Regions from separate parts of the Anser cygnoides genome. Here all the other regions are linked to region 1. A link is a contact called in public Hi-C data. All regions are on one chromosome and are shown on one strand. Each heading gives the region's core, a stretch centred on a gene start, on an enhancer-like site or on the middle of the called end of the contact. The rest is flanking DNA. Distances are from core to core; before and after follow the strand shown. Region 1 holds the start of CUL1 (cullin 1). Region 2 has its middle 19 kb from the start of PDIA4. Region 3 holds the start of PDIA4 (protein disulfide isomerase family A member 4).

Region 1 (3,108 bases), core at 276-2,775:
ATCGTGCAGAGCTGGCCATGCTGATGCAGCACAAAGCATGACTAACACTGACTCTCCTCTAGCACAAACCACATTAGCAAGCCAGGAATTTAGTGATGCCTAGGAATGGTATTTGCAAACTATGTCTACATGGGCAAAATTAATATAAGTGCTGCGATGCCACCCAGCTGACTGACACAGTGTTCACGCTCTGCATTAAACCAGTTCCTCAGACAGTGCTTCTCAAGTGCTTAGCCAGAACTGTTTCATTAGAAGAGCTGTGTCAATGACTTAGCTTATGTCCACTTCACTAGGCTGTGCTGAAGTAAGGCGTTATTATACAGAGAAATACTTTTTCAAGCACTTAGGTGACTAAAGGCCATTAGCTTTGAGAAGGCCAATTTTTGAAAATGGTGTAAAGCTGGTGGAGCCAGGATGCAAGTGAAGCATTTTGCAGTGCAAACAAATGTTTTGTTTCGATTGCTTCCCCATTTTTTTCTCTCTCTCTCTCTCTCTTTTTTTTTTTTCCTATGAAGCTATTGTGTTTTCTGGGTTGATTTCTTAAAACTAATGTAAATGATAAGACTTTTTTATGACGAGTTGCTTTACATGTCTTCAGGTATAATTCAGATCAGTATTTGACTTCATCTTGGCAGGGAAAATCTGCATGGCTTGTGAGGTACAGTACAGATGGCCTTGAATAAGCAAAATACTGAGGACTTGTCAATTCCATTCTTCCTTGCAGCACAATTCCAAAAATATTTATTCCTGAGGACTATGGAATTGTAGGACAGGACTAAGTCCAAAACATTACTTTTCTGAAACTTGCCTTAATTTGGTATGATTTTGCATCACCTATTTCATGGTGTTAAAACTGCAGTCCAGACGAAGGTGACGCAAACGCTAGGAGTTTGTATTTTATTTTGCATTAAAATTATCTATGCTAAATTTGTTCATAGATTGCAAATAAGTTCATCTAACTATTTAAAACTGCATCAGTCAGCCTTACACACCTCCCAACCAGCTCACAACTGAAAAATATATATATTTCAAAGAATTTCTACCTTGTTCTTTCTGCAGTGTTGTTTTCTGAGTTTTTTTTTGAAGTTCATGATTATAGAAAGATTTCTAGCTATCTTTAGTCATTATGACAGTCGCACTTCAATTGCCGTCTAAGTTATCACTTCACTGAAGCTAATGACTCTTGATGCAATACAGACGAGAGCCTCTCAGTTTAGCTTAATAATGCTAGACAAGGACCCTGCCTGGCACAACTTTAGCAGTCATTGGAGCTTTGGGTACCGTGTAGTTCAGTACCGCCTAGGACAAGCCAGGAACCAGAGCTCCCAATAAATACAAAAGCATCAGCCGTTTGGTCGTGGACGGGTGAGAGTCCTGACACTTCAGACTGAGAAGTAAGAGGCCGGTGCTGTGTCGGCGGGGCCCGCACGGTGAGCCCAGAGAAGAACGCGGGTCTCGGGCCCAGGGCCCGGCCGCGGGGCTCCTTCCACCGCGGGGCTGCGGCCGGGCCCTGCCGGGGCACGGAGGGGCGGGCCGGGGCGGCGCCTCGGCGCTCTCCGGTCCGCGGCGCGCCGGGGGGAGGCGGCGGCGGATCCGGGCCCGGCGGAGGCGGAAGGGGCGGGCGGCCGCGGCCTGACTCTGCGGGACGCGCGATGCTGGTGAGCGCGGGGAGGCCGCGCCGCTGTGGCGCAGCGAGGCCGGCGGGGAGGCCGGGACGGGCCGGCAGGGGGGAGGCCGGCAGGGAGGGAGGCCCCGCCGGGCCGAGCCGGGTCGAGGCGGAGCGGGGCCCGGCCACGAGCCACGCCGCGGGGAGCAGCGGCAGGGGAGGCCGGGCCCGGCCGCCTTTCTTCTCCCCGGCGCGCAGCGAGGAAGGGAGGCAGGGAGGCGGCGGCGCGGGGATCCGGCCTCCGGGCCGGGCCGGGACGGGCGGGGAGGCCTCGGGCTGGGCGCTGAAATGCGCGGAGCCGGCGGCGGGGAGCTGCGGGGACCGGGCCGCCCCACCGGGCCCTCCTGCAGGCCCCGGCCGTGCCGTGCTGGGCTCGGCCCAGGCCTCCGCTCGCTCGTCCCGAAGCCCTTTGGGCTCCTCCTGCGAGCTGCCCGGCCGCGGTTTTCCAGCGTTCAGCCGCCTTCTCCTCGGTCCTCGCCGCGCAACCTGCTCTCGCCGTGCCCCAGCCCAGCCGTCCCGCAGCCATAGCGGCGCCCGCGGCTGCCCAGGAGCTGTTGGCTGTGCCCAGAGAAACCCTGCTGTGTCCCCAGCGCCGTGGTGTCTCCCTCGGAGTGCTTCCCTCCTTATCACCTTCCCCAGGTCCCCTCGCAGTCAAGGACTGTGTGCTGGACTTTCCCTTGTTACCTCCTGCTGTTGTGGTGCTCCCAGGGAGGGTGCCCCTCAGATAACCTTTTATCTGTTTGCTTGTTTATGTATTTATTGCCTCCATCCGGATGGCTAGTCCTGCAGTCTTTTGCCATTGCAACTAATCACCTCATTCATCTCCCAGTAACTTTGTCTGCCACTGAAAGCTGACTGTGTCCTCACTGGGATACTTTCCAATCCTTCTTATTTCCTCTTACCTATATTCCTTAATCATCATTGTTCCCTTATTGCTTTTCCTCTTTCAGTTTTCTTCCCCTCAGTAACTGTTCCTGCACCATGATTTTTTGCCCTTCTGATCTTATTTTCCTGTCATTAAAACCTTCCTTCTGATCTCACCTAATACTCTTTCCCTTTGACATATTCCTTTCCTTTGTAGACTCTCATGCTGTCTCCCCCACTTTGTATTTAAATCCTCCAGCTGTGCCTTTGAGGAGAAAGGAATTTAACCCTAGATTATCTGTACACTTGTCAGTAAGCACTAGGAGGACACAGATTACTTACTTGTTTTACCTCTTTTGTTCTCGTTTGTTTGTTACTGGCTTCCTTAACAACCTTGTTCTCCTATATAGTGTTCATATATAGTCACGTGTCTTCACCCTAATACACACATACCCTAATGCTAGTCTAGAAAAAACTTCTGTCATAGGCCGTTCCTCTCGGTCCTGCCAAAAGGCTCTCCATGGGGACCAGAGATATCCAGTGTTTGTGTGCCTTAAATTAGGCCAAATATTGTTTGT
Region 2 (3,073 bases), core at 317-2,816, 150 kb after region 1:
TACCAGATACTTGCATCTTTTCTGCAATGAGCACCAAAACGGCATGCAGCTTGGGCATGTAGAATAGAATTGTTCAGCTGGAAAGGACCTTCAGATCAAGTTCAAACATGTCAGACTACTTCAGGGCTCACACAAAATTAAAACGTATCATTAAAAGCATTATCTATGTGTCTCTCTTAAACACAGACACGCACAGCACATCAACCACCACTCTTGGAGGCCTGTTCCAGTATCTGTTTACCCTTTCAGTGAAGAAGTTTTTCCCTAACGTCTAGTCTGAGCTTCCCCAATGTGGCTGTGAGCCATTCCCACTCGTCCTATCACCAGGTACCAGGGAGAAAAGACAAACAGCTCTCTCTCAACTTCCCCTTCTCAGGAAGGTGTGGAAAGCAACAAGATCATCCCTCAACCTCCTCTTCTTCAGGCTTGACAAACCCAGTGTCCTCAGCTGCTCATCACAGGACGTGCCTTCCAGCCTGTAGAGTTTTATTATACACCTATCAGATAAGGATCATGGGGGGGGTGTGGGGGGGGGAGGGGGCGGGAAAGACACACATTCCCCTACCCATCCTCTAACTAAGAGGCATTTTCCCCAGAATATATGCTGACAACTGAGGAAGCTTTCAAGAGTTTGAAGAGAGAACATGAAGTCCTTCCTTGCAGCTGAGCAGATCTACCAGCTTGCTTCTAGCAGGAGGTAGTAATCTCACGTGCAATTTTTCTTCCCTCATTGTCCTAAATATTGCTGCATGCCTTGTGCAACCTCTGGTACTCATCAAGTTTCTCTGTGAGCTAATTCAAGTCACTAACCTGGCAGAAAACAAACCTAGCAAAGAACTGACCAGCAAGGGAGCAACTGGTGGCATAGAAGAGGAATGAAGTCTTTCTTGGATGTCACTAGGTATTAGGCTGGTTCAGCTGAAGCTCATCCTAGAGCTTTGGTCAGATTATTTATACAAAGTAAATAATGTAAAGAAATATACAAAATACCCTAAAAAGAACATTTTCTTTGGAGCTAGTGATGTTCTCAGCTTGAGACTAAGCTAGGGCCCACTTGTGTGTGCTCTGCTTTCTGTGTGCTTTATGCAACAATAAGACTGATTTTGTAGCAGGATTTTTATTTTCTGTGTAAATGGCTGGCACAAAGCAAGCTGCTATCCTTGGCTGGCAAGTGAGTCCTGATGAGAAAACTATGGTATGTCTTGCTGCACCAAGATACTGACTAAAAAATCCTGTGACTGATGTCATGGATATTTTGAATAACCATAGTTTTAAACAAATCTAAAATTGCACAATGATCATTTATATGCACTTTACAAATGTTCAGTTTTGGACAGATTGCTGTGAATAATTTTCTCCAGTAATTAACCCAAGTGGTATATTAAATATCAGGAAAATGAGGCAATCACAAACAGCTATTCATACCACACACATGAAGTGTGTGCATATACACTTTAGAAATTCCTCTAGCACAATGCATTTGCATAAAGCAATGCAAGTAATCCGTTGCACATTCATGCCTGTCTGAAAGGCAATAAAGATGTGGTGCCCTCACCACAAGTGAGAGCATATTTTTTCTCCTTTAAGATCTTTTTTTCCTTTTCCTTTGATATCCATTTCATCTTCTGTTCTTCCTCCTTTGAGCTCTGTGCTGGAGATCTTCTATTTGCATACTAAAGAACCATTGCTGTTGCTTCTGTCCCTCCTGAACACTGCTGATGCTCTATTCTGTTACCAAATGCACCTGCAGGTGACATACGCTGCAGTCCACACTCTCCCGACATGTTTTCCAGGTACTGCTGAGGTCAGTCACAGGCTTAGGTTTCTTCTTTCTGGTGAACATGCACAACGTGCTTGCTTTCTCCAGGTGCTGGTGCGCCTCACAGGGTTGTGGAACGCTCAGGTGCGAATCATTGCAGACCAGGCCTCTCAAGCCATGAGATCAGCTGGCAAAGCACGAGGCTTTACTCATCTGTTTATTTTTAACGAGGCGTTCACGAACACTGGCACTATTGGAGACCTTCAGTCCCAGGGGTACGTTACGTGCCTGCTGGCACCGTGAGTGTAGAAGGAGTTTCTGCCCGGAGCAGAAACGCTTTTTTTTTTTTTCCCCATAGGGCTGCTTCTAAAAACACATTTTGAAAGCCGCAGGGTGCCTGGGCACCCCCTCCTGGCACACTTTTTTCTCAGCTGGCAGAAACCAGATCACCTCTGAGAGAAAATGGGGGGTGGGGGGCGGGGCCAGAGGCGTGGCCTCGCCCACGCGCAGGCTCCAGCAGAGGCGCGGTGCCGTGATTTGCATGACGCCTTCCCAGGGGGCAGCGCGGCGCTTGGCGGCCGGCAAGGTCCGGTCCTGGCTCCGCTCGGTGACGGGTGCCTCAAATCGGGCCTGGCGCCGGCGGCGGGGCTGGCACCGAGAGCACGGCACCAGGGACACGGCACCGAGGGCACAGAGCCATCAGTAGCCATATCCTAAAGAGTAGTCGAATACTGGAGGTATAAATAAGAGCCGGATGGAGGTGTGCTGTCGGCTGGTCCGAAGGTAGTGGGGTATCTCAATTGATTGTTCACAGTCAGTTACAGATTGATCTCCTCGTTCTCTCTTTCCCCCCTTCCCACTACTGCACTTGACTGGTCTTTTGCAGCCCATCCCCATGCAAGGTCTCAACCTTGACTTTTGCAGGTGGAACATTGCTTGCCGTGCGGCTCCCAGCCTCTCGGCTTGTCTTAGTGCAATGACAAGTACCCAAATACTTTAAATAGCTTCCGGCCTTTGCACCCCTTCCCCAGGGCTGGGTGTGGGGAAAAAAGGGTGCCAAGTAAGCTCTAGCATAAATAAGGGGGTTAATGAATCAAAAAAACATGGGATTTTAGAGCTTCAAGGGAATCCCAAGAGCATATTGGGTTTGCAGGTGTCAGGAGAAGCCGTGAGTTTTTGTGGGAAGGCAGGGGCTGGGGGATGAGGCAAAATCTCTGGGTACGGGGAAGGTGGTCAAAATATTTTTGTCAGTCCTTATTCTGAAAGGTTAACACTGGGTTCAACAAAACAAAACAAACAAAAAGAGAAAAAAGA
Region 3 (2,874 bases), core at 106-2,605, 170 kb after region 1:
TAGCTACCTCTAACACCTCCACCAGCATTGGGTCCAAAGGACCCGCTTTAAGGATCTGAGCAGGTAAGGGGGCAGTGAGGCTTTTGTCATTAAGGAACTTTATTTTGAATCGATGATTTACATTTTCAAGAGAACAGACACAGGATGAGTGTAACTGTGACATCTGATACAGTAGAAGTAACAAGTTAGTATTTGTATAATACAGCTCAAGAAAATAAAACACCTGCACTTTCTTTCTTAAAGCTACTTGCAAAGAAGGTGAACAAGGCAATGAAGAGACAGCTCTGCTATAACTTGTCCTCAAGCAGAATACAGACCGTTTCATAGCACAAATTTCAACACATTATTACTTAAGTCAACTAATAGAAATGACGCCTACTTTAAAACTCTAGGTACGTGATACTAACTGGCACGCCTTTTTTGGGATGATGGGCTACTCTACCTGAAACTGATTGATGCAGTGGCTTTACTGAACTCTCAACCCTTAGTGGAAACCTGGCCTGGTAAGTTTTCCTTGAGTAAGATGATTTCCGTGTGAAAAAGCTGGACCCAAACACGAACACCTTTTGGATTCTCTCTGAAAGCTTCCTTTGGGAAGGGCACTGTAGAGCCTGTTTCCAGGCTGCATCCAGCCAGATGACCTCCATCTCCAGAAACACAGAGGCCAAGACTTGTAATCCATTCCCAGGTCACTCAAAAGCCTTATTTATGAAAGCAGCTTTCCTCCACCTTTTCCGTATCGGATTCTCTACGTGGACCCTTCCTTGTAGCCATGCAAGGGGCGTAACAGCCACGGCGTGCCCATCACAACAACTTCAGGGCTTTGTCACAGGGCTGCACGGTTACAACCAGCCGATTTAATTAGCAGAGATGGAACAAGCGCACAGAAGAGGCGACGCCCCAGGACAATGGGAGGAAAGGCCGAAAAGCGCCCACAGCACAAACTGGGGAAACGGGGACGCTCCGAAGGGCTGCAAGCGCGCCCCTTGACGCCACGAGGCGGCACACGATCTGGCAACGTAGCACCGTCCACCGCGGCTAATTACAGGCTTTTAATTACGCGGTTAGGCAACCTGCCCCCCCCCCCCCCCCGGCCCGAAGCGGGGCTCCCCACGGCTCCCGCCCCGCCCCGCGCTCACCTTCGTCCTCCTCGGCCGCCGCGCCGCGCGCCAGCACGGCCAGCGCCAGCGCCACCCCCAGCAGCAGCAGCAGCGCCCGCACCCCGCGACGCCTCATCCCGCCGGTACTGCTACTGCTGCTGCTCCTACTGCCGCCGCCGCCGCCGCCGCCCTACCGCGCTCCCTGATTGGCTGCTGCCGCCGCCCGGCCCGGCTCCGCTGCGGCGGGGCAAGGAGCGCGCGGGGCCGTCGGCGCGCAGCTGCACGCCCTGCTCTGAGCTGCCGCGCGCCCATTGGCTGCCCGCCGGCCGCCAACCGCCGGCCGCCACGAGCATGGGGCGCAGCCGCGGTGCGGGCGCGGGGGTGGTGCCGGGGAGGGAGGGGGACGGGGCTTCCCCGCCCGCCCGCCGTGCGTAGCGTAACGTTGGCGCTCAGGATTGGCGGGTGCTGCCGGGGGGCGGGCGCAAGGGCGGTGGCGGCGGCCTGTCAGGGCGAGCCGCGTGCGCGGGTGGGCGTGGCCCTCCGTGAGGGGGCCGTGCGATGGCGGTGGTGCGGGGCCGACACGGGCGGGGGGCGGGTCCCGGTGGTTGTGTGGTGGGCGTCGGAGGTCACAGAACGTCACACAAAAAATCGTGCTTTTTTATTTTTTTCAAATTAAATGCGTATTGCTACAGCTTAGTGGGACCTTCTATGAGACCTGCTCAGAAAAGCTGTCTTGATCCTGCCTGATTTGGGAATAAATATTAAAATAAACAGAGTTTGTTCCGATGATGTGTTTTGTTAACATAGACACACAGTAATGCGGTGGTGGTACATAGCCGGGTTGGATAGTGACCCAAATGTGAAAAATTAAGTGTATAGGAGGTTGATATTCACAGGGTGTTTGGTTAATATGACCATTGATTTGAATGTAGTGCTGGTGTGTGAAATATTTCCTGCCTTCCTCATCTGAGTTCGCAAGAGAGAGATTTACAGGGTGTTTGGTTGACATGACTATTGATTTGTGGCCACAAAATGGATCGCAGGAAGTTCCTCACCAACATGCAAAAGAACTTCTTCGCGGTGATGGTGACAGAGCTCTGGAACAGGCTGCCCAGGGAGGTTGTGGAGTCTCCTTCTCTGGAGATATTCAAGGCCTGTCTGGATGCCTACCTGGGCAACCTGCTCTAGAGAACCTGTTTTGGTAGGGGGGTTGGACCCGATGATCTCTTGAGGTCCCTTCCAACCCCTACAATTCTGTGATTCTGTGATTTGAGTATAGTGCTGGTGTGTGAAATATTTGCTGCCATCCTCATCTGAGTTCTGCCATAAGACAAATGGTTGCTACTGCAATCCATTTTATCCCAGCTTTGTTTGGAGATTAACCAGCAGACAGCTGGATAATATCAATATTATACCAATGTAGGGGTGTGCTGTCAGACCCAGCACTTCAGGGCTGACATTGTTTGGACATTGGAAAACAGGTGAAAAAAACTCATAGAAAAAAAAATAACCAGGTAAGAGGGAGAAGTAGCGTGATTATTGCTTTCATCTGTTAGAATGTGAAATGCAGGATTAAATAGTTTTTCTTCTGTGACGGCTAAGTTTTATACCTATACTCGTTAACCAAGTTGAAAAACGAGGTTAGTAAACTTGCTAGAGAGTCACAGGTGTCAGGCACCAAGATCCAGCTAGAAAGTGAAAAAGGAAGTGCAGACAGTACAAATAACAGTTTTTGGATTTGTTTGAACTGCATCAGGAAAGTCTGCAGGACAGA

Evidence for each region. A called contact is a pair of places that touch in the nucleus more often than the background predicts.
Region 2: a Hi-C map of liver shows a contact between it and region 1, with 13 times the contacts expected there. The contact joins the enhancer-like site here to the promoter of CUL1 in region 1. A contact is called at or near these places in 2 of 7 Hi-C or Micro-C datasets (both in liver).
Region 3: a contact with region 1 is called in a Hi-C map of liver, with 7 times the contacts expected there. The contact joins the promoter of PDIA4 here to the promoter of CUL1 in region 1. A contact is called at or near these places in 2 of 7 Hi-C or Micro-C datasets (both in liver).

Annotation. Positions count from the first base shown.
Region 1 is chr2:56,957,147-56,960,254 of Taihu_goose_T2T_genome, reverse strand. It overlaps CUL1 (cullin 1), which reads left to right and starts at 1,525. Exons shown (of 22, transcript XM_048048996.2): 1 at 1,525-1,658.
Region 2 is chr2:56,804,569-56,807,641 of Taihu_goose_T2T_genome, reverse strand. No RefSeq gene overlaps it. Among named protein-coding and RNA genes, the nearest start is that of PDIA4, 19 kb to the right of the region's middle. Within about 2 kb of position 1,566, at least 3 of the 3 cell types and tissues checked have open chromatin away from gene starts, as enhancers often do. A contact at or near this core is called in liver, where this site is marked.
Region 3 is chr2:56,785,384-56,788,257 of Taihu_goose_T2T_genome, reverse strand. PDIA4 (protein disulfide isomerase family A member 4) reads right to left here and starts at 1,355. Exons shown (of 10, transcript XM_066992153.1): 1 at 1,140-1,355. The coding sequence starts at 1,236.